Regions from separate parts of the Mus musculus genome. Here regions 1, 2, 4, 5, 6 and 7 are each linked to region 3. A link is a contact called in public HiCAR-type, HiChIP or PLAC-seq, Micro-C and promoter capture Hi-C data. All regions are on one chromosome and are shown on one strand. Each heading gives the region's core, a stretch centred on a gene start, on an enhancer-like site or on the middle of the called end of the contact. The rest is flanking DNA. Distances are from core to core; before and after follow the strand shown.

Region 1 (2,992 bases), core at 337-2,836, 940 kb before region 3:
AGGAAAATGGCCCTTTTTTGCCAGGTAGTGGTGGTACGTGTCTTTAATCCCAGCTCTCAGTCAGTAGAGGTAGTGTATCTCTGAGTTCACCAACCTACTCATTCAAAATAACAACAACAACAACAACAACAACAACAGGGTAGCAGGGGAGGAACAGTGTGGGTGGGGAGGGCTTGTGTTGGAGGGGGTCCACCTTGTGGGCAATGATGGAAGTACAGCCATTTTTTTTTGAGATTTACTTATTTATTATATGTAAGTACACTGTAGCTGTCTGAAGACACTCCAGGAGAGGGCATCAGATTTCGTTATGGATGATTGTGAGCCACCATGTGGTTGGTGGGATTTGAACTCATGACCTTCGGAAGAGCAGTCGGTGCTCTTAACCACTGAGCCAGCCTTGAGCCACATCTTCTAATAGGCAGAGCAGCTCTCTGATGCTCCTCTCTGAGGGCACTTCTGATGCTAGAGGCAACGTGGGGCTGCCAGACACATTTGATCCTGAACTGGGACGAGTCCTGGCCATAGTGATGAAATTTTGTAGAAATACATTAAAAAAAAATTGGTTCTCTTCAGTTTTATATCTTTAAGTGTTCTCTTTGATGGGTAAAGTGACTTTTTGGCTCCCAGTGTGACCGTAGCACCTCCAGGTCATGGAGGCAGATAAGCCTGATTCCTGGGAAACTTCGGTCAATCTTTGTCTGCTCTGCTCTGGCTCTGATAATGGCTCCTCCAGCTGCTGACTGATTCCAGGCTGGGTGAATTTTAATCACAACCTGGCTACTATGGCCGGTTCAAGCCTGTCTCTAGTGTCCTGTCTTCCACTAGTGTCTGCGTGTGCACACACCTGGGGTAATGCTGAAAATCAAGGACAGTGGCTGCAGTGCACATAATGCCCTCCTTCAGTTTGCTTGTTTGTTTGTTAGAGTCGGGGTTTCTCTGTGTAGCCCTGGCTGTCCTGGAACTCGCTCGGTAGATCAGGCTGGCCTCCAACTCACCGAGATCCACCTGCCTCTGCCTTCGGAATGCTGAGATTACAGCACCGCCCCGCACGTAAGGTGGATTTAAAAAAGGAAGAAACAAGAATGACAGCGTTTTTGTGGCTGTTTTTCCTTCCTAAGTACTTTGAGCGCTTAGCGGGGAGTGATAGCAACTCTAATTTCAACCCTTGAAAGTCACACCCCAGCACCAGAACTCCTTTGGTCAATTTTCCCTCAGAGTCAAATAAGCACAGCAGAGTACTCGGATCGATCCTGTGTAGTTTTGAACAAAGCAGGTAAAAGTGCTTTTTTTTTTTACCGAAAACCTGGGTCCAGTTTGTCACGTGATCTCCCCAGGCCAAGCTCTGGGCCATTAGCAATTCTGCGCCACTTTCCCTCTAAGTTGTCAGGCGCAGGTGTATTGCACCAAGGCTGCCACCATACTGCCTTCTCTGCCACCCGAACGCAGCCAGACTCCGGGACAAGTACTACAACCAAGAGGAAGAGGGCCACAGAGCAAGGGTCCGCCCTCGGGGGTGTGGTCAAGCATGCTCCTAGCCAATGAGCGCCAGCGCCTGGCCGCGGCCAATCGGAAGGCAGCGCGGGCTGCAGAGCCGGTGTTCCAGACGCTATGCCGGGCTCGCCGGCTAGGGGTGCTGCCATGGGTGGTGGGCCCCGGGGCCTCCGAAAAACTTGGACCGAGCTGCTGGGTAGGTCTTGCCATTTCTGCCTTCTGACCCCCAACCAGCGCCAGTGCGGTCCCTCCATTCTTCGGGGTCCGGGTTCAGATCCCAGCGTGGCTCAGCCCTGCCCGCGAGTCAGCCGTCCTGGGCCGCGCTGGTCCTCTTAGGGCCATGGGCCCCAGGCTTCCTGGTCCTGCCGCTTGCTGCAAGCGCTAGGTGACTGTCCAGACTTGGACAGCTTCTCTCTGGACCTCCGCGCAGCGTGTCACCCTGTGTACGTTGCACTATAATTTTCTGAGCAATTTTTTTTTCTTTTTAAAATATCTTTAGCGGGCAGAGTCAAAAAGCAAAAATATGATCCTGAAAGGGAACAGAAATTAAAGGATTCTGCTCTGAAACTCCTGAGATACCATCAAAATATGCATGACCTTTTGCTAGAGGTAAGAGGAAGTTGTCCTGGCTGAGCAGGTTGGATGTTCGGAGCCAAGCCAGATCATAATCTTTTTAATGTCCTTCTAAGCCTGAGTACTTGGCGAGTAACTGGTGCCGGCAAACCAGGTGGGAGGAGAGCTGAGTGTATTTTATATTTTATGTCTTTGGAGATGAAAGTAGTTGGGTAGTACATTTAATAATTCATGAAAGGCTTTAATAAATTCCTTCTGGGAAAAGTACTCGAGGGGCTGGAGGGTTGATTCCTGTACAATCTGGTTTTTGTTTGTTTGTTTGTTTTTCTCTGTGTAATCCTGGCTGTCCTGGAACTCACTCTGTAGACCAGGCTGGCCTCGAACTCAGAGATCCGCCTGCCTCTCTCTCCCAAGTGCTGGGATTAAAGGCGTGCACCACCACACCCAGCAAGATGGAGTACAAGTTGTAAGCTGAAAGAAGCATCCCGAGTTGCTTTTGGTCATGGTGTTTTTATTACAGCAATAGAAATTCTGGGGGCTGGAGAGATGGCTCAGCGGTGTTCCAGAGAAACACCCAGGGGAAGAGAGCAGTGTTTGTAACCTGTGTGGGTGTGGGGTGGAGGAATTCACTGCTGACAAAGGGATGCTTTTTGTCCCAGAAGCCGACTTTACCGTTTGTTGACATGCGCTGCACCCAAATTGGATGGACAGCCCTCTCTTGGAGACACTTTGACTGAAACATTCACTGCAGACACTGGAATTGTTCTAAATATTAAGATAAACATTGTTTCTTTGCAGCAAACACAGACTGTGACAGAAAACGCATATATAGAAACATGAGGGTGATTGAAATCTTTCATAATCCACCAAAGAGAACCAATTAGGCCTTTGCTGCTCTAATTCCATGTTGTCATTTTGAAACACAGTT
Region 2 (3,048 bases), core at 107-2,606, 880 kb before region 3:
CTGAACACTCAATATTCAAGGAACCCCAGATGCCTACAACGAAGATGAAACTTAACATCCCTATTCTGAAAATGTGTCCAAGCCGTGCCTCAAGAAACTAACTCACTGTTCATCCCTGTCCATCTATAGGTGCCCTGCCTGCAGCATGTGCATGATGCCACCCAACTGCCCCTAGTGGGAGTAAAGGACAGCTTACATAGGAAAGCCATTCTCAGATGACTGAAGAACACCACACTAATGTGATGCACATGGAGGCTGTTAACCTAACTAGCTGCTGCTTGTTCACAAACTCGCAGCCGCACAAGGAACAAGCAGTTAGTTCACTTAACTCAGTTCCCAACGCAGGTTAGGTTATAGGCCTGTTTTAACCATCAAGAAACTGGGGTTCAGAAAAAGTTAAGCAATTACCCTAAAAGTCCATAGCACGAAGAGCAAACTTGAAGCCACACCTGTGTGCCTTCAAATCTTACGCACTAAATAGCAGCGACACAGAGCTGTCTGGGCGGCAGAGGAAAGGGCCTCTATCGGCAGTTCTCCAGAGGGCCCGCGTTCTCCAGAACCAGGAGGCCTGGTTTGCTCTCATTATCACTAAGCTCGCACCGGGGCCCGAGGACGCCTGGAACCCACCAGCTTCGTCTGTACCGTCGTCGCCTGTGTCCCCGCAGGAGCGTGTCATCGAGCCCCAGCTGAGCTGAGCAGCCGCCCCGTCAGCGCTCGTTCCGCCGCTGCGAGAAGGGCGACCCCGAGTCCGACCGCTTCCACAGCCGCCGCCCGAACCCCCGCGCTGCCGAGCTATTCCGGGAGACAGGAAGCGGCCGAGGCGGTCCCGCTTCATGGTGGTAGGCGACACTCGCTCCCTGCTCCGCGCTGCTCGGTGTGGCTCGGCCCCCTGACTTCTTGCTAGAGCGGACTTAACTTGGCACACTCCGTGCCGTTCCGCTACTCTCCGCCGCGCTGCCCCGCTCCGCTCGGCTCCCCGAGATCGGAGCCGGAGGAAGCGAGGGCTGCAAGGAAGCGAGGAGCGGTCTGGGGAGCCACAGCGGCCGCGGCGGGGTCAGGAGCCCGGAGTTCTTCGGGTCTCTCGGAACTCGCGACAGGCCCTTAAAGGAGGGGCAGCCCGGAGGGTGAACGGCCGCGGACTGCCGCCCGGGCGGTGGCGCACAACAGAAACCCTTCAGAGCAGTAGCTCTCCCCGCCAGCCTTCCCGTCCGCGCTCGCAGCAAGTTGGCCGGAGGAGGTGACAAGAGCCACTGACCCCTCCGGTCCCCTAAACCCAAGTCTGCGCGGCGGGGCGGGGCGCGGCGGGGCGGGGCAAGGCCGGCGGAAGTGTGTCCGGGTCCCCTTCCGGCGGTGCGCAGCTCCTGCGCCTCCCTCAGCTCCGCGCTCCGCGTTCCGGTCTGGAGGCGTCCGCCCCGTCCCGCCCCTGCCGCCGCGGCCTCCCGCTCCCCGCCCCCGCCCAGCGCCATGGCCGCTGCGGCCGGGGACGGCGGGGCGAAGCCACTGCAGAGCGCCATGAAACTGGCCAACAAGGCCATCGAGCTAGACACCGGCAACCGGCCCCGGGTGAGGCTGGGAGGGTCGCGGAAGCAGCTCTGGGAGGCCCTTTGCCCCTGGTGGGTGGGCGAGGGCGGGCGTGTAGAGGGATTCGGCGCTCCCGATGCGCGCGGCGGCGGCGGCGGCTCTGGGACCGCGCCCGGAGACCCGGGGCCCGGAGGCTAAGGGCGCCGAGCTCTGCGGGGACCTGGAACAGCTCAGCTCGCACTGGGCCTAGATTTACCTGTGTGATGAGGCGGTGTGACATAAGGAGGAGGTTCTGTTTGCAAAGGACCTACATCCAAGATGTAGATGACAGATGTGTGTGTGTGTGTGTGTGTGTGTGTGTGTGTGTGTATTCTTGACAGAGTCTGTGTAGAGTTAATCTAGAAAAGACCCGACTGTTGGCTCATTCAGGATGCTGCTGCTGTCTGCAGTTGCCTTCAAAGGTCATTTGTAAAGAAACCCAGGCACAAAAGGGGTGTGGCCTGTCACTGAGAATAACTGCTAATTAAAAGGATGGCAACAAGGTAGAAAAGCCGGCTGGGCCACCCAGAGCTTCCATAGGACAGGACGAATCACTGGTTGTCCAGTGCCCCAACTTAGTTTTCTAGGGCACCCTCACAAGACCAGAATCCTACCTGAAACCCATTTTATCTGAAGTGCTGAGCTAATTAAAGTTGGGTAATTTTGACAACGAGTAAAACGAAACACATACAGACCAGAGTGCGTTCTGTCTTGAGCTGTCACAGAGCCCAGAGCAGAGGGGTCACACAGCTGAAACCTGCAGCTCGGTGCTCTGGGCTCCTTTGAGCAGAGGGAATTATTCTGGAGTCTGTAGAATGTTATTTCTTCACCTAAGCCAAAACTTGAGATTGACAGATGAGCCCTTATCCTCTCCTCAGATTTCAGGAAGTGCTTTTCATGAGACATGGAAAGACTGCTAGTCTTTGAGTTGCACAGGAAGAGAACTTTGTCACACAGAGTGGAAACCCTTATTGCTGCTCAGGCAGCTCTGTGGAGCCTCCTGACTGAAGCTCAGCTCCTTCATGTGGTGGATAGTAATGAGAGGAGAGGTGTGTCTGTCTGGGAACTCCTCAGCACAGTGTTGAAGGAAGGAATTCTTTGATTTTTTGTTCTGTTTGATATCTTTTTCCCTTCAAGTCTAGACAGTATAGATACCATCTGTGTCCTAGCTGGACCATCCATCACTGAAGCCTAGAAGGAAGTCTTGTCAAAAAACAAGCAGGCACTGTTGGTCCTGCAGTTGTATCTGGGCATTCACCAGGCAGGCAGGATGCAGGCCTGACCACTGCTATTCTCTCCCCTGCATCTAGGAAGCGTACGTGGAATACCTGCGCAGCATCCACTACATCTCCCAGGTATTGCTCGAAGACGTGGAAAACACTACAGGTATGCCTTCAGACTTGCTACTCCTCTCATGATAGCAAAATGGTGCCCCCACCCACCCACCCATGCCCTTGCCCACCAGCTGGCACCGCCAAATGTTTTCAG
Region 3 (3,133 bases), core at 621-3,120:
CTCCAACCACTCTACTACTGACAGAACAGTTATGTCGTGGTCTCCTCACAGCTGGGTCATTTTCAGCAACTGCTACAAGCTACTTAATAGCCTGGCCTGGTGAATTTACCAATTCAGGTTAAAACAACTCTTGGGCAAACATGGGGTATGACTTGGGGAGGGGGGCAGGGTTTCTCATCGTAGCCCTGACTAGCCTCGAACCAATAGAGATATACCTGCCTCTGCCTCTGCCTCTTGCGTTCTGAGATTAAAGACTTGGTCACCACTGACTGGCCTACTACTGAGAAACGTGTTCCAAGTAGGTTTTGTTAAGGAGGCTCGATAACACACAAATACAACTTCTGGAAAACGACTTTTCCTTTGAACCAAGGTCTCACTTTGTAGCTTTGGCTGTCCTGGAACTCACTATGTAGACCAAGCTAGCTGGAACTAAGAGACCCCCTCGCTTCTGCTTCCCCCCAAGTTCTGGGATTAAGGTGTGGGCCACCATACTCAGCTGTGGGAGATGAAGTTTAGCAGAGCAGAGCCTATGTTGATGTCTAAGTTCTGTTATGCCTGGTTAAAAAAACTTATTCATAGCTCCATCCATGTATAGAGCAAGAATGTCAGGATGTTGAAAACACCACCCGCAAAGTGACTTAAGCTCTGCAAAAACTCTTCGGTAAGGAGATGGTCTCCTTGGGATGGTCTGCAGATGACAAGCTATCTCTTTGGAGATGAGCAAAGCAAACTTACCTGCTGAGTGTTCAGGAAGTAAATCCGAAGTGCTCTTAAAATGTTTGAGCATTCCCCATCTACGACTAGAGAGGAGTTTCAGCTTTGGGGACATATTGATTGGTTCCAGAACTGGCTGGCTTCAAACGTGTTCAGATCATTCGCATTCTCCTCTCAGGGGGCTGGGAAATGGGAACTAGCCTAGGGACAGAGAATCTCAACCTCTGCCTTGGGATAGGTAATGTGATGAAGAAGAAACAAATGCCTTCTTCTACTACCCTCAAATGGGTCTGAAGATTACTCTTGTTAATAAGTGCCAAGAAAAAGCTCATTTGAAACAGCTATTGTGCCCGGTAAACTCAGCTGTCAAAAGTATACGGGAAACTAAGTATCTAGTAGGGGCGAGACTATAGGTCTTAGTTTAATTTCCTTCTAGCACTACAATCGCCTGGCTACTTTACACTAAAGAAATGGCATCTCTAAGCTCACAGTCCAAGAGGCGAGGAGGTCACACTTCCTAAGCGACCCGGGACTCTTGGAGCACAGTGGGTCCGTCCAACCTGTGCTCGCTTGAAGTTGCGAGAGCAAGTTGCAGGAGGCTCCAGAGAGTTCAAAGTTCCCTGCAGAGCCCGTCGAGAGTCCAAGCGGGCCTCCTCCCGAGCCAACCTGCGCGATCCGCTCCCCTTTGTGGGCGGCGAACATGTGCCACGCCGAGTGGCCCGGAAGGGAAAATGACAGCTTCAGGAAAAGCAACTTCACCACGGCAGACCGCGGCGCGCCACGGCACCCGCCCGGACGTCCCAGGCCGCAGCGGGCTCGCGCCTGCCCGCTGTCCCGGCCCGCGCTTCGGCCCGCGGCTGCGCACAGCCGGGGGCGCGCCCGAGAGCTCGGGAGGCGGCGCCGGGCTCCGGGGCCTCGCTCCCGCCGCCGCTGGGGCGGCCTTCTCCCCGCCGCCCGCCGGCCCAGCTTACCTCAACGCGAAGACGGGAGGCGGCCACGGCTCCGCTGTGGTGGGGGCAGCGTGGACGAGACGTTCCTCAGCCTTTTCGCTCCTCACTGGCTCCGGCTTTGGGCACGACGCGGGCGGAACAAACGGGCTCCACTACCCGCGGGGGCCGGCCATTGTGCAACGTCATCAGGCCGCGACGGCCGTCTTGCGAACCGGCGGGCTTCCCTCGCTAGCCCCGCCCTCTTCCGCACTTCCTTCCGGCCTCCGCCGGCCTCGCCTCCGCGGCGCGCGCTCCCAAGGCTCTGCTACTGCGCAGGCTCACCGAGGTCGACCCCGCCCTCTAGCGGGCCTCCTGGCGGCGCGTGCGCAGTCGGTGGCTCTTCGTGGTAGTTGCTTGGGATGAGATCAGATGAGGAGCAGGCGGGATGCGTGCCGGAAAGGGAAAGCCCTTTGAGGCTCTTGGTGAGTGCGAGTGGACACTTCCAGGGTCTGAAAACTTAGCATTCGTTTCTTCAGGGCACGAACTTTCTGCCTTATTAAATATCAATATTTTGCCGGGCTGTATTTAATCCCAGCACTTGGGAGGCTGAGGCAGGCGGATTTCAGAATTCGAGGCCAGCTTGGTGTACAGAGTGAGTTCCAGGACATCCAGGGCTACACAGAAACCCTGTCTCGGAAAAAAAAAAATCAATACTTGACCAAAAGTGTTTTGGGGGCTGGAGTGTAGCTCTGAGGTTGAGACAGCACCTGCCAAGTATGTGCGAGGCCCTGGTACCCTCAAAAAAAAAAAAAAGATTTTGGAGTTGAAGGATTTAGATCCTCTTACCTGTTTCTGTGACGCTAAACATCTCTGGCATCGTTAAATTACCGTGACCCAGTGTAACCTCCCTGGGGAGGACTTAAACTGATTGGGTCATTTTTCAGTCCCCTCCTACTACCCAGATGGGGCTCAGCTGCTGGAGCCCGAAGTCCAACCCCCCCCCCCCCCCATGACCTGATAAAAGGTACGGAGATCATTAGGTACTGACCCCTTGCAAATTTTGAATCTGATCTTGGTCTTACTGGTTAGGGGCTGCCTGTCTTCCTCAAAGTGAAACCACCCGGATGCCCATAAACTGATATAAGGGGGGGGGGGAGTTCTGGTCTTACAGTCCTGCATTAATTGGGCCACAGAAAGGGATGAAGTTCAGACACATGCTACAAACACCGAGGACGCCTAGGAAGGCGCCAGTCATGACAAGTCGAATACTTTTGACTCCATAATGCGACTGAACTATGCCGCCCACCCTCCAAGTTACTTACATGTGAAGTCCTAGCACCAAGCTGGTATGGATTTCAAAGCAGAGCCTCTCCGTGAGGGTATAAAGGTGGGGTCTGGATCTCATAGATTGGTGTCCTTCAATAGATACCAAGGAGAGCTATTTGAGAGATCATGCTAGTGCTGGGATTAAAGGTGGCTGCCAATCAGGT
Region 4 (2,971 bases), core at 377-2,876, 730 kb before region 3:
CCTACAGCAGTGTCCACTTACATTCCGGATGGGCATCACAGGTCCTGTCAGCTGGGTGGCCAGCTTAAGTTCTTCAGCCTGTTTTAAGAGTAAGAAAAAGTTGAGTCCAGCTTCCATCTCATGCCTGTTACTTATAGACCCCATTATCACGGGGTCTGCTTTAGTTCCCAAGGATCAGGCTGCCTGGGCCTGCAGCACCTAGCATTTTCCGTCCCGGTGCGCTGGCTGACTACAGCTCCACTGAAGGAACAGAAGAAAGCCATCCTTACCCCACCCTCAGGAAGCCCACACTGACAAGAAACCCACCGATCCTTGTTACAAAACTCTTTACACTTCTGAATACCGAGATACTTTCTGTACCGAGATGCCCCTGAACGTCCTGGTAGGGTGAACGCTCTAGAACAGCATACCAGGCTCCAAGTCAATAGCTCCCAACACTAACAGACACTGGAAAGCCCAGGGACACCATAGTGGCTCCCACTGATCTGCACGCGTCACCGCCGCCCCCAGTACGCTCTAACCTCCCACTGCTGCACTCATGTCAACTCTGCAGAGCTGGATCCAAGAACACAGACTCTATCTACACTGAGCCGGACCTCTGCCGCCCCGCAGGACTTACAGAACTGTCTCCCTTCTTCGGAGCAGAAGGCTTCCTGGGGAACAGGATGAGCTTGGAGCGGTACTCCTTCAGGCGCTGCACGTTGGCCTGCAGTGACTCCGTGGACTTGTTTCGCCTCCTCGGGTCCACAGAGATGCCGATGGTGCGAGCCACTTTCTTGTGGATGCCAGCCACCTGTTCAGAAACAGAAACTGGTCACCCACCTCGCAGTCACCCCACCCCAAGCCGGCCCTGCCGAGAAAACTCGGTGTCATCAGATGGAAAAGGGTTCAAAAGTACTTTCATCAAGTCAGTACAGCGATTCCGGAGAATGTCATCATTCCACCGAGCCCGAGGGACCTGCCAAGGGACCTCGCCCTGCCGCACTCACCCTGAGCTCCTCCAGGCTGAAGCCCCTGCCAGCCCGGACCTTGGTGTGGTATCTCACTGTAGGGCACCTCACGATGGGCCTGATGGGGCCGGACGCGGGGCGAGGGGCGATGCGACGCGCTTTCGCCTGCCGGGCCTTGCGCCTGCAGGAAAAGCACAGCCGTCACCTCCTGCCCCACGCGCGTCCCCGCCCTGGAGCCCACGCGAGCCACGCGCGATCTATACCTGCGGATCTTGCGCGCCGGCTGGTTGAACCAAGTGTCCACTCGCTGCTGCCAATCCTTGTGGAAGTGGGGCTTCAGTATCATGCCATTCCGGCTGGGCGCCATGGCTGCCTAAGGCCGCGAGGGAGAGGAGGGCGGCGAGTCAAGGCCAGGGTCCCCAACCCCGTCCCGGGTCCTCCCGCCCCTGCCCTGGCTCCGTGCTGTCGGCGCCCGGGCTCCTCCATGGCTGTCCGTGCGGCCTCTCTTCGCCGATGACAGCGGATGGAGGGCGATGGAGCCCGATGGACCACGATGGGACCGGCGGCGGCAGAGACTCACCTCCTATACAGGAGAACGGCCGAGCGGAAAGGACCGGGCACCGCAAAGCACCCTGGGCTTGTAGGGAGTCCGGCCAATCTCAAACGCCAATCAAAATCAGGCGAAAGGGAAGTGACGTCACGCGAACCCGCCCGCCGGCGGACCATCGCCTTTCTAGCCGTCGGGTTGGTTATTCTCGCTGGTTCCTAACTTCGCAGTGTGGGTATCTCCGGCGTGCTCAGGGGCGCACCTATGAATTAAACCCCTAAAACTCTTTCTCCCTCCTAGATCCAGTGTTTTTTCCCCGTCCACCCAGGAAAATTTATTATAGATTTGCCTGGAATTTATGTTTCCCCAGAACTGAAGCACGCACCCCCATTCCAGACTTCCCCCCCCACTTTAAGATTTTTATTTATTTTTACTTTATTTGTATGAGTGTCTCCCTGGTTTCATGGCTGTGCGTCGGATCCCCTACTACCGGAGTTCCTGGGTGCTGAGAATTGAACTTCTGAAACAGCAAGCAGCCAGTGATCGTAACTACTGAGTCATTTCTCCAGCCCCAAACTCCCCCATTTACTTAGATAACTCCTTTAGCCCTGACTTAACTCCTCGGGGGGAAATCAGGTGTGACGAAATACAATACTGAATTCCTACCCACAGTAGCAGCGACAACAAAACAGCCAAGGCATACACTGGTCCTACACCTGTATGCCTATAACCTTTTTTCACTCCTCATTCCCAATTACCAGGTTTCTTCCTGATCAAAATTCCACTACAGAAGCTGTAGAAATGGCTCAGTAATTAAGAGGGCTATAAATTTAAAAATCCACATTATACCCGGGCCAGATATCACAGGACCATAATCATAATTCATCTAGAAAATGAGACAGGACAATAGCAATTTCAATGCTTTTTGAGCAACTTAAACCCTCTTTTCTTTTTTTTCTTCTCCTTTTTTTTTAAGATTTATTTTATTTATGTAAGTACACTGTAGCTGTCTTCAGACACACCAGAAGAGGGCATCAGACTCCATTACCGATGGTTGTGAGCCACCATGTAGTTGCTGGGAGTTGAACTCAGGACCTTTGGAAGAGCAGTCCGTGCTCTTAACCGCTGAACCATCTCTCCAGCCCAACCCTCTTTTCAAAATTAAAAAGGAAGGGCTGGCAAGACAGCTTAGAGGGTTGAAGGTACTTGCTGCCATTTTATTCCTGGGACCCACATGGTAGAAGAGAACCAAGCTCTACATGCTGAGCTCATCCATGATATATATATATTTTCTCTGTCTCTCTCTCACACACACACACACAAACACACACACACACATACCACACACGCGTGCGCGCGCGAAAATAATGTCATAATGAAGCAGGCTGAGGATGTAATTCTTGCCTATTGGATGAGAGGCTAAATTCAATCCTCAGTAGGGGGGAGCCATTTTTTTTGAGTGTGGGTGAAAAGG
Region 5 (3,232 bases), core at 487-2,986, 670 kb before region 3:
GTAGGCGCTCATGTATTTTACAGGTTTCACATCCTCTTCGTCCCATGTTGATGAAATTGACACCATCTGTTGTTCCTGTTTACCCAGGAAAATAACCAAAAGTTGAAGTGTCCATGGTTACAAGGACAGCTACTCATCACAAAGCTGGAATTTTGAACAGGGGCAGGGCAGTTTTTATCATACCATGTCCTCTAAACTCTGTATTTGCTTCAAATAGGGAAGAAAGGTCACCTCTAAGGTCCCATCACTCCGGGATGTGCAATCCCATGATTTCATAATCTGTGCTCTGTAAAGACTTTGTTTATACAGACAAACAAAACAAAACACCCAAACCCTCTACAGAACTATTTCCAGGAAGGCCAGGGCTCCACAGAGAAAACTTGTCTCAAACAAACAAACAAAACCCCAAAAGTCAAAAACAAAACAAAACAAAGAAGTATAAATATTGATTTTAGTCACTTAGCTTTTCTGGTTCACAAATACACAGATGCTCTTTAAATAGGACAAGGCTGGAAGTTTGACTACTTAAAACTTTTTTTTTGTAGATTTTTTTCTGTGCAGAAGCGTATTTTTTTTCTGTGTATATGTATGTGTACTAGTGCATGTTTGGGGAGCCCCTAGACAATGTTAGATCTTCTAGAACAGGAGTTACAGATGCCGGGAATCGAACCCAGATCCTCTGGAAGAGCAGCCAGTGAGTGCTTTTGACCGACAGGTCATCTCCCCAGGTCCCATTTACTTTAAAAGATTTATATGTAGTCTATATGTGTGAGTACTCTACTCGGGTGTGAGTTCCTGAAAAGTCAGAAGATGTCAAGTCCTCTGAAGGTGGCTGTGAAGCTGTCTGAGGTGGGTGCCGAGAAGGGCAGCACGTGCTCTTAGCCGCCGAGCCATCTCTCCAGCCCTGGTTACTTGTTATTTTATATTTTATTATATTATGAAATTGGCTTTCACTGTGTAGCCCTAGCTGGCCCGGAACTCAGAGATCCAGCCTGCCTCTGCCTAAGTACCGGGATAAAAAGCCTATACCAACATATCAGACTCGTCACAATTACTTTATGCATTTTTCTGAGACAAAGGTTTCATGGAACTCAAATCTTGAACTCGAAATGTTCACAACAATGTACTCTGAGCTCCGGATACGCCTGTCTCGGTCACTACAGCGCTGGGATTCGAATTTTTAGCTCGTTTGCAAACCAAATCACTACTAACGCAAACCATCATTAAACTTTTTCCGCGTTCTGTAAATTCAAACAATCAGGCACATGACGATGCGACTTTGCTGCCTAGCTCTGAGGTTCGTCAACCTTTTTTTTTGTTGTTGTTGTTGTTTCATGAACCATCGCGGTGAAGTTCTGGAGCCGGGGAAGGGAGGCGGCTGAAGCGCGCGCGGTGTCTAAGGAAACCTCCGGGCAGAGTCTGGAGCTCACCACATCCCGGTTGCTAACGTGGCTCACGGGACTCGGAGCGAAGCGCAGTCCAGGAACACCTCCAGGAAAGAGCCGGATCGCGGGTGGGGGCCGAGGCCGCCTTTCTCCTTCGCGGCCATCATCCCGGCTGCCTTTGCTCCTGCAAGAGCCTCCTGCCGGCTAGAGACACACATTCTCGAAGCTCACACAGGCTCACAGGCGACACACGACCTCGCGTCCGCAGCGCAAGGCCAGCCGGTACAAGCCGGCTCCCACCTTCTGGCTCCTTCGACAACAACCTTGTTTCCAGACCGCGGCCTCATCACTTCCGGCACCGAGTAGGGCCAATCGTCGTGTCCCGTGGCAGGGAGGTCAGCCAATCCAGCGGCTTTCTCCGCCTGGGTCTCCTACGCACGGATGCCAATCATTCCCGGACGTCTCCCTAGCGCCGCCCCGTGCCTGTTACGGAAGCCGTCGGGCCGTCTGAGCCCTTTCACCCCGGCATCGCATTTCCTCTCCGACGTGACGTAAGCGGCCCCTGCCGCTCTGCGGGGCGGGCCAATGGCGGTGGCGGATACGGCGAGCCAATGGGCGGGAGGCTCTCATGCGGCCGGCGCCCGCCGCAGCCACCGCTGGGTCCTGGAGCCAGAGGCCGCCCGCGACAGAGCGCGATGGACCGAGGGCCCCAGCCGGGGAGGCGCCGCGGCGGAGTCCGCGGCCAGACGCCCCCGCAGTAGCGTCCGCGCGAGCGCCGCGGCCCCGCGTGAGCTCCTGCACGCCGAGGGCGGGCTTGCATCCCGCCGGCCCCGCACTCGCCGCAGCCTCCAGCCCGCGCGCCGACGCCGCCTTCCCGCCCGGGCCGCGCGGCCCGGGAAACGCGGCCGCGGGCTGCATGGGCAGCGCCCGCGCCCCGCCGCCGTTCCGCCGCGGAGCCGCGTCGCCCTCGGAGCCGGGTGAGAGGCGCCGGGGACCTGGGGGGTGGTGGTCGGGGAGGGCGTCGGGCGTTCCTGCGGCCTTGCGGCCTGCAGGCCTCCTCCGCTGCCCGCCGCCGCGGGTGCCCCGGGGCGGGCCGTGCGCCGCGAGAGGCCGGTCGGTGGGCCGCGGGGGTCCTGCGAGCGACCATGAGGGGCCGAGGGCGGGCTCCGAGGCCGGCCTCGGGGCGTCCCGGGGGTCGGGCGGCCGAGAGAGGCTAAGGAAGGGCTCCGGGGTGGGCTGTGGCGGCCGTGAGGACCGAGGGCGGGCCTTGAGCGAGGGTCGATGGTGCGTTAGTGGGTCCCGGGACGCTGTGAGGACGACGGCGGGCTCCCGGGAGTCCCTGGGGTCCTCAGTGGCGCGGGGCGCCGACCTCTGACCCTCGGGAGGGGCTCCGTCGCCGGGCTGGTGGTAGTTGTTATTCCCAGCGTCCCTATTATTATCGTGTTTTGAAATGGGAGCAGGCGGCCCTCGGGCTGCGAGCCGAGCCGGAGGGGGCGGGCGAGCCGGGGACCTGGAGCTGCGGGGTGCGGAGGCGCGCAGGCCCGAGTGGGGGCAGGAATGCGGGGCGGCGGGGGGCGTCTGGGGGAGGGGAAGGCGGGACTCGGGGGGGAGAGTGGGAGGAAAGCGGTGTAGGCGACGGCTGCAGGAGCAGCCTTTGGCCTCAAGGAACAATGTGAGACGTTGCCTGAAATGTTAATTTCCGTTCCTCATTTCATCATCCCCTGGCAAGGCGGTAGCTGCGAGAGTGTGTGTGCGTGTGTGTGTGTGTGTGTGTGCGTGTGTGTGTGTGCGCGCGCGCGCCCGTGTGTGTGTGTACGTGTGTGCAGGGTTGGCCCTGCCACATGGAT
Region 6 (2,928 bases), core at 121-2,620, 640 kb before region 3:
CAGAGTTGTAGATATACAGTAATTGCTTTTTAAAAACCTGTCTTGGAGCCTGGTGGTGGTGGGACACTCCTTTAATCCCAGCACTGGGGAGGCAGAGGCAGGTGGATTTCTGAGTTCGAGGCCAGCCTGGTCTACAGAGTGAGTTCCAGGACAGGCAGGGCTACACAGAGAAACCCTGTCTCAAAACAAAACCCCCCCCAAAAAAAAAAAAAGAATGCACTGGCTCGCCGGGCAGTTTTATATTTTTATTTTTTTAAATGATGTGTGTTTATGATTATTTGATATATGTGTGTAGATATCCCCAGAAGCTAGAAAATGACAGAACCCCTGGAACTAGATCTTCAAATCCAGCTTAAAAGACTCTATGTATCTCCTGTGTGTTCTGCTTTTCTTGAATTCATTGTGGGTCAGATGTTTGAAATCCACGACTACCTGGTAACCTGAAAGTGAAAGGTTTTGCAAGGCTGGGGATTGCGTTTTACTTGGATTTGATAGCACTTCTGTCTCTGCCTAAAAAGTGCTGATGAGTTCCTGATATTCATGTGTATCAAGGGAATGGGTTTGCCTCTGTGTAGAACAGTGCCTGAAAAGGCAGAAGGGAACATGAAATAAAGCATTGCATAAGTGTGCATAGGATCCTTGAGTTCAGTCAGCTTTACTACCAGTAAATGCACTTAGACTCAAGATCAGAAGTGGGTCTGGATGCAAGGGAAAAGTGGTTCTTGGATAGTCCAAATGGATGGGAGAGAAGAGCAGCTTTGTGTTTTGGTGGTACTGGCTGTGGCCTGGGCTCTGGTGGGTGGCTGGTCATATAGGCAGTGGTACATAGAGCCTCTTTACTTAGGAACCAAACCACTGTTGCTCCAGTGAAAAGACCTTTTATGGAGACTTATCCCTAAAGGCTTTGTGTGTGTGCTTTTGTAACTACTGGGCTGGGGAGCCACGCCTAGCTGAGTCAGGACAGTGTTGCAACTTGCCTGCCCCAACTGGTTAGAGGCAGGTGTGCTGGTTGGATTTGCCTCTCCTGATGTGCCAGGTTTTGGTTTGTATTTTTTTCCTGTTGGCTTGTGAATTACATTGTTACACAGCAATCACTTTTCTGTTCTATAAATAGTCTAGAACCAGAGGATAGTAAGAAATACTAACATTCTTGTAGTAAGAGCTGTGATTCTGCCTGTGTGAGGAAGAGTGACCATCCTGCTTGTGGATTATTAAGGCTATGGCATAGAGTGTTTGGGTTTGATTTGTGTTGTACAGTTTTTTTATTGACAGAAGAAGAGAATATGAATGCATGAATATGGGTGTGCATGAGTATGGGTGTGCATATGCCACAGCTCGTGTGTGGAGGTCAGAGGACAACTGGGGAGAGTGAGCTCTCTCCTTTCACAATGTGTGCTCTGGGAGTTGACATCAAGGTACAAATGTCCTTGCTGAGCCATCTTGCCAGCCTCTTTGTACATGTGTTTGTGTGATTAGTTGAAGTACTGAGTTGGAGTTCTTTTTTCTTTTCCTTTGCTCTTGAAACAGGGCTTTATGTAACTGGCTGTCCGGGGACTCACTGTGTAGACCAGGCTGGCCTCAAACTCATGGATTCACCCACCTACCTCTCTCTGATTCTCCAGTGATTGGATTAATTAAAACCCATGGTGGGACACTATGCCCGGCTTTAAAAACAGCAACAGCAGCAACAACAACAAGAACAACAAGAACAAACCAACTCCTAGTCTTGTGTAACTCGCGCCCTCAGTCTTTATTCTGTGGAACTGGCATTGGAGCACTGGTCCTCCCGCCTCCGCTTCCCAGGCATTGGGGTGATGCTGTGTGCTGCCACGCCTGGCTTCGAGATTTTTTTTCTAGATAGAAATGTTTATTGCTCATAAGTAATTTTCATATTCCTGATGTGAATAATGATTTACTTTAGAATTGAAGGTAAAATCAGTTCCATGTGGGTGGTGAATAAAAAATTAGCATTAATGTTATAGATACGGTCTACTTGGTTCCTTGTCAAAATTCCTTGCCTGACTTCAATATTTCATTGTAATAGAGAACAATATATAAAGCTGGGAGTTTTATGTTTTCTTCCTGGTTGCTATAGAAACAGCTGAGGTGTTAGTGACTGCTGATGCAGTGCTGGGTTGTGGGCCTTTCCACTTCCCACTTCCCTGGAGGGAGGGAGGGAACATCTCACCTGACGGTCACAAGAACATCAGAACCTGCTCCATTAGAGAGAAGTCACATTCTCTCCTTATCTAGGTGCTGTTTGTCAGCTTTGTCCTCCAGTGGAGTGCTCATGGCTTTCTTCTTACCTGGGAGTTAGTTTGTATGTCTAGCTCCAGTGGCTATTCAAGAATGTTGTAGGTTTTTTCTCTTCTGTAAGATAATCCTGCAGAGAAAGCAATCAGGAGAGTCTATTGAAAAATGACTTCATGAATAACATGTAAAATTAGTCCCCAGTTGTGAAGTTTCCCAATAAGCCATTTGCCCCCCTGTACTACCCAGGTGTACTATTCAGTGTCTATTCAAGAAAGGAGAGAGAAAATTAGTAAGGGTTGAGTTCATCTGCATGAATTCTTGTTTAAAGGCTAACTTTAATATTGTTTTTTAGAAATCCTCATGGATGCTCATTCAAAGGTTTATTTATTTATTTTCTAATTTATTTTTATTTTATGGTCATTGGTGTTTTGCCTGCATATATGTCTGTGTCAGATAGCCCTGGAACTGGAATTACAAACAGTTCTGTGTTGTCCTGTGGGTGCTGGGAATTGAACCCGGTTCCTCTGGAAGAGCAGTCAGTGCTCCTAACAACTGAGACATCCCTACAGTGCTCTGATTGACTTGTTTTTGAGACAGGGTTTCTCTGTGTAGCCCTGGCTGTCTTGGAACTCACTCTGTAGTCCAGGCTGGCCTCGAACTCAGAAATCCGCCTGC
Region 7 (3,307 bases), core at 616-3,115, 900 kb before region 3:
GTTAACTGACAAATGCTTATGAACAGTGTGGTTTGTTTCATCCCTGCCCTGAACGTTCCTGTGGCTCAGTTAACTTACAGAGATTGGGTACAGCTGGAACTGGAAATTCAACCTGAAGCGGATGTTCTCTCAGACATGGAAAGGTAAGCCGGCCACTGAAGCATCACCACAGCCTGTCCATACAGCCGTCCTGAGTGACGGACGTTCCGGTTAACTGAGGAGCGCGTGAGCACACCCTCAGCCATTCACTTCTTTATTGAGAAACCACAGACCCATGTGCCAACATGCCCCAGACGCTGGGGTTACAGCGTAACAAAGACATGCTACATATATACATATATATATATATATATATATATATATATATATATATATATATAGTACCCTTGTACAGATAAAGACAAATGAGGTCTATGCAGGGAACCTAAACCCACCAGAGCCTATATTGAGAGAATGTATATATGTATGTGTATGCACACACACATACTTTTTTTTTTCTGTGCACTTTGGTAAAACCACAGTAGACACAATGAGTGGTCTGAGGCTATAAAATAGGCCCTGTAAGAACAAGTGACCACTTGGGCTGTCTGATTGAGGTAATGGGGGTATATGGGTGGGCAGGCTCCTAGGAGTTACTTGAGGTAGGCACTAGAAACTGAGTGCATCGTGACAGGATGCTGTTGTTAAAGGCCTCATAACTTCGCTTTAAAAAATTATTTACTTTTATTTGATATGTATGGGTGTGTGTGTGTGTGTGCGCACGCGTGAGTGACCTGCAGGGGTCAGAAGAAGGTGGTAGATATTTTGGAACTAAAGTTGCAGACAGATGCAGCTGCCACATCAGTGCTGGGATGTGAACCTAGGTCCTTTGCCAAAGCAGCCAGAGCTCTTAAAAGCTGAGCCGCCTCACCAGGCTCAGGCTCAAGTTTTAACCCCTTGGGTCACTGTTATCTTGAGATCGTATTTAGACTTTTTTTTTAAGAAGTGTTTTAGGGGTTCCCCGCCCACCCCTCTTTTTGCTGGAAGCGAAGGCTTTTTCCATGCTAGGGAAGCTCCCCACAGATGGCTCCATTCCCAGCCATCCTCCCTGCTTTAGTCACACTCCTAATGCTTGAGATATCAGCCCACATGGACAAAGTGCCTCTCCGTGAACCTCGCCTGGTCTTTGTGGTGTGAGCTACCTCACTTGTGTTTGGCTGTTTCCACTTAAAACAGTCACCATGTCCTTGAGGCCCTTCCCTGGTGCATAGGAAAGACGGCTTGGCCACAGCTCTGTCCCCTGTCTTGCAGACAATGGATCCTCACTCACCTGTGAGCTCTCAGGCTGCTGGGGCTAGCTCCCACTGCCCAGTCACTGGCACTGTGTTCTTCTGAGAGAGACCACTTCAGGATGGTTACAAAGTGTTGCTCAGTGTTGACCTCGGCCTTCCACCATTGCAGACATGACTTCCATCAATGGGCAATCTATGAGCGCTACTTGCCAGCTCCGACGGCTTTGGGCGGCTGTGGTGGAGACCTGGAAGAGGCGTGCACAGTCCTTGTCAGCGAGATCATGGACTTCCACCAAAGGTCAGCCACACAGTCCTCAAACCTCCTGCTCTCTGCTAGTGACAGCACGGGTCAGCACAACTCAAAGAAACTCAGTGTCGTCTTCTGTGTGGAATTCCTCAGTCATTGAAACTCACACCATGGCTTCTTCATGGTGATCATTCATGTCCGTGCAATAGCACTGTAGGAAGTTACTTGTCCAGGGTCTCACTCTGTAGCCGACTCATCTAGAATTCAATCTTTCAGTCTCAGCCTCCTGAGGGTTACAGCAAAGTGAAACTGGTCAGTCCCCTCTTCCCCTTCGTCTCTTGAGCAACTCTGGAGGAGGCGTATATTGCATGTGCCTGTGACTGCTGCGCAGACCCCCAGCCCTTAGCAGTCTACCTCTTGCCGGCAGAGCTGCCTGCTCTGGGCATTTCATAGAAACAGAATCGCATGTGGGATGTGTTCCTGGCTTAAGCACTGGGCAGATATTTTCAGGGTCCATCCATGCAGTAGTATTTCATCCCTTTATGGATATGTGATGCTACCGAGCTGCTGGGAGCTTAGGCCACCCGGGTCCTCTCTTGAAGGAAGCTGAAGGGGAAGAGCAGTGGTGGGAGCAAGACTTGGCCTTGCAAGAGATTAGGGTTGCCTTCTATGATGACATTTCCGTCACACTGAAGCAGAAGCTGCAGGCCTCTGGGCGAATCAACACCTGTTGCTTAACAGCAGGAGACTAAGTAACTGGTAGGGCGGCTACAGCAGGGGACTACATAACTGGTATGGCTTCTCTCTCTCTTGCCCAATAGCCTTGTGCCTCTGCCTCTTGCTTGCCAGGCTGGAGGGAGGTTTGGAGCAATAAACTTGTATTGAACCAAGCAAGAGACGAGTCAAGATCACAGAAGGAAACAGTTTTACACAAGCAAATGTACATAAACACATACACACATTCATATACACATTCATGCACACACGTTCATATACCTACATACACTCCTGTTGGGTCCAACCAACTACTTATCTCATATCTACATACTTAGATACACACATCCATACTTACATATGCAGATGGAGCAAAAGCCCAGCTGCCAGCACAGAAAGAACTCAGTCATTCTGGGTGAAAAATGAGCTCCAACCTTTACTGCACAGAGAAAGGAGAAGCTTCTACCTTTTTATTGCGAAATGAATTAAACCCGAGTCTGTAAGAAGAAAGCGCTGTCCTCTTTAGTAAGACAGCCTGCCTTGTTACGCAAAGCCCTGCTCCTCCATCTCATGGTGAGGAGAAGCCTGCTGCTCTCTCTGTAGCTTCTTCTTTGTCTTTCTCTCTGCATTCTGCATACTGTTCTCTTCCTCTTCCTTCCAATTCTGTCCTCTCCTTTTGCCACCTAATGACATTTCTAGGGTTTTTTTGTACCTTTTTAGGAGAATAGATCACATGGTAATTTACCACAAGTTTAAACAAATTCAAATCATAAATTGCATAAGATGTTTACAACAGAGATGTTTGTATGTGTTTCCATTGAAGCCAGTTATCTAACTGGACATTCATTTTCTCTCACTAGCTCCACAGGTTCATTGAAAATTAGTGTAAGTTAACGGTGAGGTTTTATATCAGAGAGTTCTAGTTGTAGCCCTAACTATAAAAGGCTTAATAATTACTAGTTTAATTTTAGGAATTCTTATAGAATCATCACTAGGAATTAATAAATCACCTATTTGTTTGTATAGCATCACTATAAAACAGTCCATCTTCGCTGGTCTGCATAAAATCTGCCCA

Evidence for each region. Hi-C and Micro-C count contacts between places; a contact is called where the count stands out from the background. HiCAR-type assays count read pairs that join an accessible place to other places. HiChIP or PLAC-seq counts read pairs in DNA pulled down with a chosen protein or histone mark. Capture Hi-C pulls out chosen DNA fragments and counts their contacts.
Region 1: a contact with region 3 is called in a promoter capture Hi-C map of liver, with 4 times the contacts expected there. The contact joins the promoter of Fanca here to the promoter of Zc3h18 in region 3. A contact is called at or near these places in 1 of 39 promoter capture datasets (pre-B cells) and 2 of 9 other capture datasets (adipose tissue and liver).
Region 2: a contact with region 3 is called in a Micro-C map of embryonic stem cells, with 3 times the contacts expected there. The contact joins the promoter of Zfp276 here to the promoter of Zc3h18 in region 3. A contact is called at or near these places in 2 of 39 promoter capture datasets (frontonasal cranial neural crest and liver), 2 of 484 Hi-C or Micro-C datasets (CD4 T cells and embryonic stem cells), 2 of 115 datasets of contacts at active chromatin or transcription factors (bone marrow-derived macrophages and large pre-B cells) and 1 of 9 other capture datasets (liver).
Region 4: a Micro-C map of embryonic stem cells shows a contact between it and region 3, with 4 times the contacts expected there. The contact joins the promoter of Rpl13 here to the promoter of Zc3h18 in region 3. A contact is called at or near these places in 5 of 39 promoter capture datasets (embryonic stem cells, hippocampal neurons, liver and 1 more), 1 of 484 Hi-C or Micro-C datasets (embryonic stem cells), 3 of 115 datasets of contacts at active chromatin or transcription factors (astrocytes, embryonic stem cells and pancreatic cancer cells) and 2 of 9 other capture datasets (adipose tissue and liver).
Region 5: a contact with region 3 is called in a HiCAR-type map of astrocytes, with 2.9 times the contacts expected there. The contact joins the promoter of 2810013P06Rik here to the promoter of Zc3h18 in region 3. A contact is called at or near these places in 3 of 39 promoter capture datasets (hippocampal neurons, liver and pre-B cells), 1 of 484 Hi-C or Micro-C datasets (embryonic stem cells) and 5 of 115 datasets of contacts at active chromatin or transcription factors (the 230-238 cell line, astrocytes, cardiomyocytes and 2 more).
Region 6: a contact with region 3 is called in an H3K27ac HiChIP or PLAC-seq map of embryonic stem cells, with 4 times the contacts expected there. The contact joins the enhancer-like site here to the promoter of Zc3h18 in region 3. A contact is called at or near these places in 3 of 39 promoter capture datasets (hippocampal neurons, liver and pre-B cells) and 3 of 115 datasets of contacts at active chromatin or transcription factors (effector CD8 T cells, embryonic stem cells and pancreatic cancer cells).
Region 7: an H3K4me3 HiChIP or PLAC-seq map of bone marrow-derived macrophages shows a contact between it and region 3, with 4 times the contacts expected there. The contact joins the enhancer-like site here to the promoter of Zc3h18 in region 3. A contact is called at or near these places in 3 of 39 promoter capture datasets (liver, pre-B cells and second pharyngeal arch cranial neural crest) and 3 of 115 datasets of contacts at active chromatin or transcription factors (bone marrow-derived macrophages, large pre-B cells and pancreatic cancer cells).

Annotation. Positions count from the first base shown.
Region 1 is chr8:123,317,170-123,320,161 of GRCm38.p6, reverse strand. It overlaps Fanca (Fanconi anemia, complementation group A), which reads left to right and starts at 1,586. Exons shown (of 43, transcript NM_016925.3): 1 at 1,586-1,687; 2 at 1,991-2,100. The coding sequence starts at 1,609.
Region 2 is chr8:123,252,503-123,255,550 of GRCm38.p6, reverse strand. It overlaps Zfp276 (zinc finger protein (C2H2 type) 276), which reads right to left and starts at 1,356. Exons shown (of 11, transcript NM_020497.2): 1 at 628-1,356. The coding sequence starts at 835. Vps9d1 (VPS9 domain containing 1) reads left to right here and starts at 1,329. Exons shown (of 15, transcript NM_028200.2): 1 at 1,329-1,563; 2 at 2,871-2,946. The coding sequence starts at 1,465.
Region 3 is chr8:122,375,353-122,378,485 of GRCm38.p6, reverse strand. It overlaps Zc3h18 (zinc finger CCCH-type containing 18), which reads right to left and starts at 1,870. Exons shown (of 18, transcript NM_001029994.1): 1 at 1,686-1,870. Gm39270 (adenomatous polyposis coli protein 2-like) reads left to right here and starts at 1,402. Exons shown (of 2, transcript XM_030243895.1): 1 at 1,402-2,125. The coding sequence starts at 1,415. The coding sequence ends at 2,053.
Region 4 is chr8:123,101,005-123,103,975 of GRCm38.p6, reverse strand. Rpl13 (ribosomal protein L13) reads right to left here and starts at 1,626. Exons shown (of 6, transcript NM_016738.5): 1 at 1,531-1,626; 2 at 1,214-1,323; 3 at 990-1,131; 4 at 620-793; 5 at 22-78. The coding sequence starts at 1,317. Snord68 (small nucleolar RNA, C/D box 68) reads right to left here and starts at 918; the gene lies at 871-918.
Region 5 is chr8:123,041,079-123,044,310 of GRCm38.p6, reverse strand. It overlaps 2810013P06Rik (RIKEN cDNA 2810013P06 gene), which reads right to left and starts at 1,736. Exons shown (of 1, transcript NR_045268.1): 1 at 1-1,736. Ankrd11 (ankyrin repeat domain 11) reads left to right here and starts at 2,027. Exons shown (of 13, transcript NM_001081379.2): 1 at 2,027-2,362.
Region 6 is chr8:123,019,498-123,022,425 of GRCm38.p6, reverse strand. All of the region lies in intron 1 of Ankrd11 (ankyrin repeat domain 11), which reads left to right. Among named protein-coding and RNA genes, the nearest start is that of Ankrd11, 21 kb to the left of the region's middle. Within about 2 kb of position 1,370, at least 115 of the 459 cell types and tissues checked have an H3K27ac peak or open chromatin away from gene starts, as enhancers often do. A contact at or near this core is called in embryonic stem cells, liver and pancreatic cancer cells, where this site is marked.
Region 7 is chr8:123,279,454-123,282,760 of GRCm38.p6, reverse strand. Fanca (Fanconi anemia, complementation group A) reads left to right here. Exons shown (of 43, transcript NM_016925.3): 29 at 70-143; 30 at 1,441-1,569. Among named protein-coding and RNA genes, the nearest start is that of Vps9d1, 27 kb to the right of the region's middle. Within about 2 kb of position 1,865, at least 34 of the 459 cell types and tissues checked have an H3K27ac peak or open chromatin away from gene starts, as enhancers often do. A contact at or near this core is called in bone marrow-derived macrophages, where this site is marked.